2 separate regions of the Danio rerio genome follow, and region 2 is linked to region 1. Evidence: chromatin contacts called from public HiChIP or PLAC-seq data. All regions are on one chromosome and are shown on one strand. Each heading gives the region's core, a stretch centred on a gene start, on an enhancer-like site or on the middle of the called end of the contact. The rest is flanking DNA. Distances are from core to core; before and after follow the strand shown.

The links. HiChIP or PLAC-seq counts read pairs in DNA pulled down with a chosen protein or histone mark.
Region 2: a contact with region 1 is called in an H3K4me3 HiChIP or PLAC-seq map of embryo, with 4 times the contacts expected there. The contact joins the promoter of ttc29 here to the promoter of vegfaa in region 1. A contact is called at or near these places in 1 of 18 Hi-C or Micro-C datasets (embryo) and 1 of 4 datasets of contacts at active chromatin or transcription factors (embryo).

What each region holds. Positions count from the first base shown.
Region 1 is chr16:4,535,215-4,538,328 of GRCz12tu, reverse strand. vegfaa (vascular endothelial growth factor Aa) reads left to right here and starts at 1,855. Exons shown (of 7, transcript NM_131408.3): 1 at 1,855-1,920. The coding sequence starts at 1,855. LOC141378142 (a long non-coding RNA gene) reads right to left here and starts at 2,806. Exons shown (of 4, transcript XR_012391910.1): 1 at 2,542-2,806.
Region 2 is chr16:4,717,268-4,720,225 of GRCz12tu, reverse strand. It overlaps ttc29 (tetratricopeptide repeat domain 29), which reads right to left and starts at 1,646. Exons shown (of 10, transcript NM_001328155.1): 1 at 1,624-1,646; 2 at 1,449-1,523; 3 at 1,263-1,346; 4 at 209-384. The coding sequence starts at 1,519.

The DNA of each region.
Region 1 (3,114 bases), core at 606-3,105:
ATATTTTTCAAGACACTTCTATAAAGCTTAAAGAGACATTTAAAGGCTTAACTAGGTTATTTAGGTTAACTAGGCAGGTTAGGGTAATTAGGCAATTTATTGTATATCGATGGTTTGTTTTGTAAGCAATCTGAAAAAAAAAAAACAGTTTAAAGGGGCTCATAATTTTGACCGTAAAATGGATTTAAAAAAATAAGAACTGCTTTTATTCTAGCCGAAATAAAATGCATTAAAATGTATTCTAGCCAAAATATAGTTACATCTGTAATTTTTCTCTCATCTCTTGTTTATTTTTAGTTATTTCACTTTAAAAGCAAACAACTGAAAGAAAATAACCTATTAAATACTATAAATGTGAAATTACTGAACCTACACAGCAGTTTGCGAGAAATGCTCATTATAGAAGAAAATTCAGATGGCATTTAGAGGCTTTGGCATCTGAGCTCTTCATGTTTAATATTTTATATTGTTAATAATAAAAGACTCAAATTGGAAAAAGATGCAGACTGTCTGAGACATCCTGAGGATTTCATCCAATCCAAAAGATTTTGTAAATGTACATCTATTTTGTGCTGTATATGAAGATGAATAGCCCACATGCAATGGGAATTATGCGTAGGTTATTTCATATCTTCATAAAATAAGTCCTGACTTTTATTGAATACAAGAATAATAACATCACTGCATTGAAGAAAAAATACAATAACAAACAAATTAAGAAAGAAAAAAAACTTTACAAAGCCTCAATCATTAAGAATAAAGATTATCATAAGCTTTAAGAAACGTATTATTCTTATTATCAATAAGCTCAAGAGATTCAATATTGTACGAAATTTTAAAAAGGAAAGTATTAAATAAGTATTGTTTTTAGGAACTTATTTTTGTGTATAAAAAAATTACAATGTAACAAAAAATTAACAATAAGATCAAGAGCATGATCTTTACCCGAGAAAAACAGAAATATATCTGTTATAGACAAATTTAAATCATGTTTAAATAAGGACGATAATTAAAAAATAATATTATTCCAAAGCTGTTTAACGTGAGTGCAACTTTAGAATGAGTGAAATAAAGTCTCTTCATGCACATTGTAAAATAAGTCCTGACGAGGAGAGTCAAACCCTTCACAGAGCATCATCATCTACGTCACCTCCCACTGGCCAATCAGGCTCAGGCCGCCTTGTGTAGATTCAAGACCTGCAGCGCTGAGCGGCAGAAGCGCTGATAGACTGAGCGAGCGCAAAAGTGATAAGACCTTCCCGTACGCGTGTTAACATCCACGGCAGTACGAACCAGCGCGAGCCAAAACAGTCACGGAAATAAGACGAGGAAAAAACGGACGCGTGTGCAGCGGTCAAACCAAGGATTGCCACTGGATCACTTTACAGCAAGCCTTTGCTCTTGATGATAATCATATGCGCAGAAGCCGTCCTCTGGCCCTATAGACGCGCGTGCACACTGGAGGCTGCGCTTGGAAGTGGACGAAACTTTTTGTTTGTTTTGCCTCTGACGTTTTGGATTCAGATTCATTAAACGTCGGCTTTCCGTTATACTGTGGATTTTAATTTTAAATTACGCAGAGGACCAAGATAGTGTGGATTTCCACTTTTCTTTATATTATAATTATTATTGTTATTCTTATTTATATCCTTTTTTTTTCTCTGGAGGAGCGGGTGGCGGTCCAGAAGTTAATTTTAGCGGATTCGACGCAGGTGCTTCGGATCTGAAGGGCAGAATGGATGTGTTACTTTGACCCACGATATCACACTCGGTTCATTCATACCCAGCAGCTTCGCTTTCTTAATTGTTTTGAGAGCCAGAGACTCACCGCAACACTCCACTGGAATTACAATCATGAACTTGGTTGTTTATTTGATACAGTTATTTCTCGCGGCTCTCCTCCATCTGTCTGCTGTAAAGGTAAGGGTTCAGGGGGTCAGTATGAAATGAGAGAAATTCATGTGCATTGGGGTTGTTTATTATTAATGTGTAACGTGAGATCGTCTTAAAGACGAAATGCAATAGCCCACACCATTTATATGCTACAATAAGTTACATAAAGTTTACATTTACTTACTTTGTTTCAAAACGATTAGCCTAATGTTACTTATAATAGAAAGCAAGCTTGTATCTTTTTATTGTCATCTATGGATGACCTTTAAAGCCTTCCTATTGCACAACATGTTACTCATAATGTGGATATTAACCATAAGTTTTCACTTAAATCAGAGATGGTCCTTCTGTTGCGCTGTCTGCTTTGACAGGAATATTTATAGGCTAACAATAGTATGGGACTGCTGCTATCCTAAGGTTTAATCTCACTTAAGCGAAGGATTTGGTGAGATATCACTATATGTGAGATGTTACGTGCAGTAACGCGTCATCCGGGTGCTGAATCAACCAGGAGGTTATTTCTTACTAGTAATGCCATCAATAGAGATACAAAACGACTTTCGGCGTTTCACTTGTGCTCGCGATGCTTTAAGACTTAAGATGCTGTCACACAATGCTCTCTTGACGAGAATAACAACAAGATATTACCTGAAATCCTGCTTTTCTTTGTCTCCCGCCTAATTAATTCATTTACTTGAATAGTGGCACGAGAGTGCATGTCTGCTGTCAAGAAACACATTCGCCTGAGGTAAATTTTTACCTCGGCGGGCAGTCGTGGTTGTCTCAATGTTAAATGCAGAAAATAAGAGAACAAGAAACGTCTGCTTATATATGTAGCAGATGGTCAGAGAGGCAAACCGGGGAGATTCTCACGCAACACCGAGAGTTGTTGCGCCAGTCCACCACCTGCAGTAACGCGAGCAACCAGCAACCGGTCACACACACACACACCATGGCGAGACTAATCTGTAGGCGGGAAAGAAGAATAGTCTGAAGGATTGCTGGAAGATGATTGGCTCTCTGGAGCCTCTTTGAATGACAAATAAGGTCCCTTATGAAGATTATAGAAGGTTTCTCTGTTGTAAAATAAACTATTTATTTGCATTAATGATTTTAAAAGCCCTTTTAAGGTTTTCTTTAAATGTACCACCATGACATAAAATGATGTGAAATAAGTATAATGACTGCTGTATGTGTGTTTGAGTTAAATATGCATTAAAA
Region 2 (2,958 bases), core at 397-2,896, 180 kb before region 1:
TTGGAGAAGTCTAAATTTATAGAGCCACGGCGGTTCATTCTGTGTGTCAACGCCAGATTAATAAAGGGACTAAGCCAAAAAGAAAACAAATGAATGGTCTCATGGCTTCTTCAAAATTTGTAATTATAACGGGAGTCATGAGTATAAAGAAAAGTTAGTCAATTTGATCAGAACACAAGGGTTAAAAAAAAAAGGGTAGAACAATTACCAGCTCTCTCTGCCGCCTCAGCCCGAGTGAGGTGAAGCTGTAGAGTCTGCAGTTTGTGCGGATCGTCGTCCGCTTCATCCCAGCGCTGCAGAAGTGCGAACAGCTCCTTAAATGAGTGTGGAAAGCCGTCTCGAAGCATCTCTACGCAAATATTCTGACGCAAAGGCTTCCCTATTCTGCAGAGACAGACAGGGAAAAGGCATTATAGCTATCTATTTATCTTTTATAAATTGAAAAACATTAACTTCTAATGTAAACGAGGAGTCACAACTATTGGTAAAATGGGTACGGAATATTAAGACGGTATTTATTGTAGAATTAATAGTACAATATACACATCGCAGACATCTGTGATTAAATTACATTTATATGCCAAGCACGATGGCTCAGTGGTTAGCACTGTCACCTCAAAGCAAGAAGATCGCTGGTTCGAGCCCTGGTTGGGTCAGTTGGCATTTCTGTGTGGAGTTTGCATGTTCTCCCCGTGTTGGCGTGGGTTTCCTCCGGGTGCTCCGATTTCCCCCACAGTCCAAACACATGCGCTATAGGGCAATTGTGTAGGGTAAATTCTCTGTAGTCTGTGTGAATGAGTGTGTATGGGGGTTTCCCAGTGATAGGCTGCAGCTGGAAGGGCATCTACTGCGTTAAACATATACTGGATAAGTTGGCGGTTCATTCCGCTGTGCCGATCAATGATTAATAAAGGAACTAAGCTGAAAAGAAAATGAATGAATGAGTAATCAGTAAAGTCATATGTTTGATGTTTAAGTATCATATGTTTGGTGTTAGTTTTTTTATTATTATGGTTTAAATTTGTCTTTTAAAATGGTTTTAGCGTCATTGTCTTTTGTTATGTTTTGTATGAAATTTGGTTATAGCTTTCAAATGTTTTAATACAATGTAAATTTGTCTTCTAGTCTTGACTGTTGAGCTTAATTATTATTATTTTTATCATTATTTTAATTCGTTGGACCCCAGGAAGAATAGCTACTACACTGATAGAGGCTAATGACGATCAAAATAAACAATAGATAATCAACTGTATCTGTCTTACTGTGCTATTTCGGTCTCAGTCATTTTGTTTGGTTCCTCTCCAACAGGACTGCCGGAATTCTTCTTATTACACCGAGGGAAAGACCTAAACATACAAAAAAAAAAAAAAAAAACAAAAAAAAAAAAAACATTCACGCATTTTGTTTGAAGGCAAAACGTTCAGTATGAGAGAAAAATACGAGTTTACTTGGATGTCGGTGTTGTCCTGTTGGTTTTCTGAGGACTGTGGATCATAGAAAACCGAGTTTTCGAAGACATGCTGCTGAGTAAGTTTAAATAACAAAAAAGAAGTTATAATTTAGCTAAAAACGACAGATATAACAAGACACGTTACTTTGTATGAAGATGCGATTTAACGTTACCTGGTTGTCAGATTTGTCAGCGTTAACAAAATGTTGCCATAGCGACCAAGCTGACAACTAACTACTGTGAGATGAATTCGTGCAAAACTTATATAGAAATTTGCCACTCAATTTAAATGACTGAAAGTAATGGGATGGTATGTAGTGACGAGTAATAAATAACCTGTTATATAAGCTTTGTTGATACTTCAAGTCCACAAAAGCTGAAGAGCTTCCCTGGTGACCATACGAGGTCGCTGTAGTGTTATTTATGATTTTTTTTTTTTTTAGTTTTATTTATAGAGCACATATACAATTTACACAGGCCAACCAAAAATACAAATGTTACTAATAACATAAATAACTAAAATATAAATTACTTTAATATTAATAATACTTTAATATTAAAGTAATTACTATTACTTTATAAATTATTGATAAACTGGATCGAGTATATATATATTATTATATTATATTATATATGTGTGTGTGTGTGTGTGTGTGTGTGTGTGTGTGTGTGTGTGTGTGTGTGTGTGTGTGTGTGTGTGTGTGTGTGTGTGTGTGTGTGTGTGTGTGTGATTAGGGTTGGAGCTAAAATCTGCAGGACACCGGCCCTCCAGGAACAGGTTTCATGACCCCTGGTATAGACGGTGAGCATGGACACAGAACTAGTCATACTTTGGTCACTTTTGAGCGAGATGATAACTGTCTAATTTAATAAAATAATTGTTGCTAAGCTAAAAAAAATGAAAGAAAAAGGAATAAGAAACAAGACAATCAAGAAAAGAAAGGGAACAAGTTTCTTTCTGTGTTTCTTTCCAGAGAGAGAGAGAGAGAGAAATAAATAAACAAAAATAATAAAATAAGAAAGAAAGAAAGAAACACACACACACACACACACACACACACACACACACACACACACACACACACACACAGAGATGGGTTCACATAAAGTAACAGATACCTGTCTAAGAAATGATACATTGATTTATCAGGAACTTGATTCACATTAGAGGATCAAACACTCTGATGGCAACTTATTGATTTAGTGGCCAATCCATATGAATTTGTACGATCTCATTCATATAATTTTGTACGACTGAATTGTACGAATTAGCCATTAAACTGACAAATGTAAATAGTTACGTTTCCTTGTGAGATCAGGCTGGGGGTTCGGCACATGTGCGAGTAAAAGAGTTGCGTACCTGCAAAAGAAATGTTCAATCTAAAATGTGTGAGTTAGTGAGTTGTGGTGGTGTGCATGGGGATGTTTTCTGTCTAAAGGTTGAATATATTCTGGATAACCATTCATTACACGACAGGAGGGTAAATTAAAGAATGGTAAAAAGACTA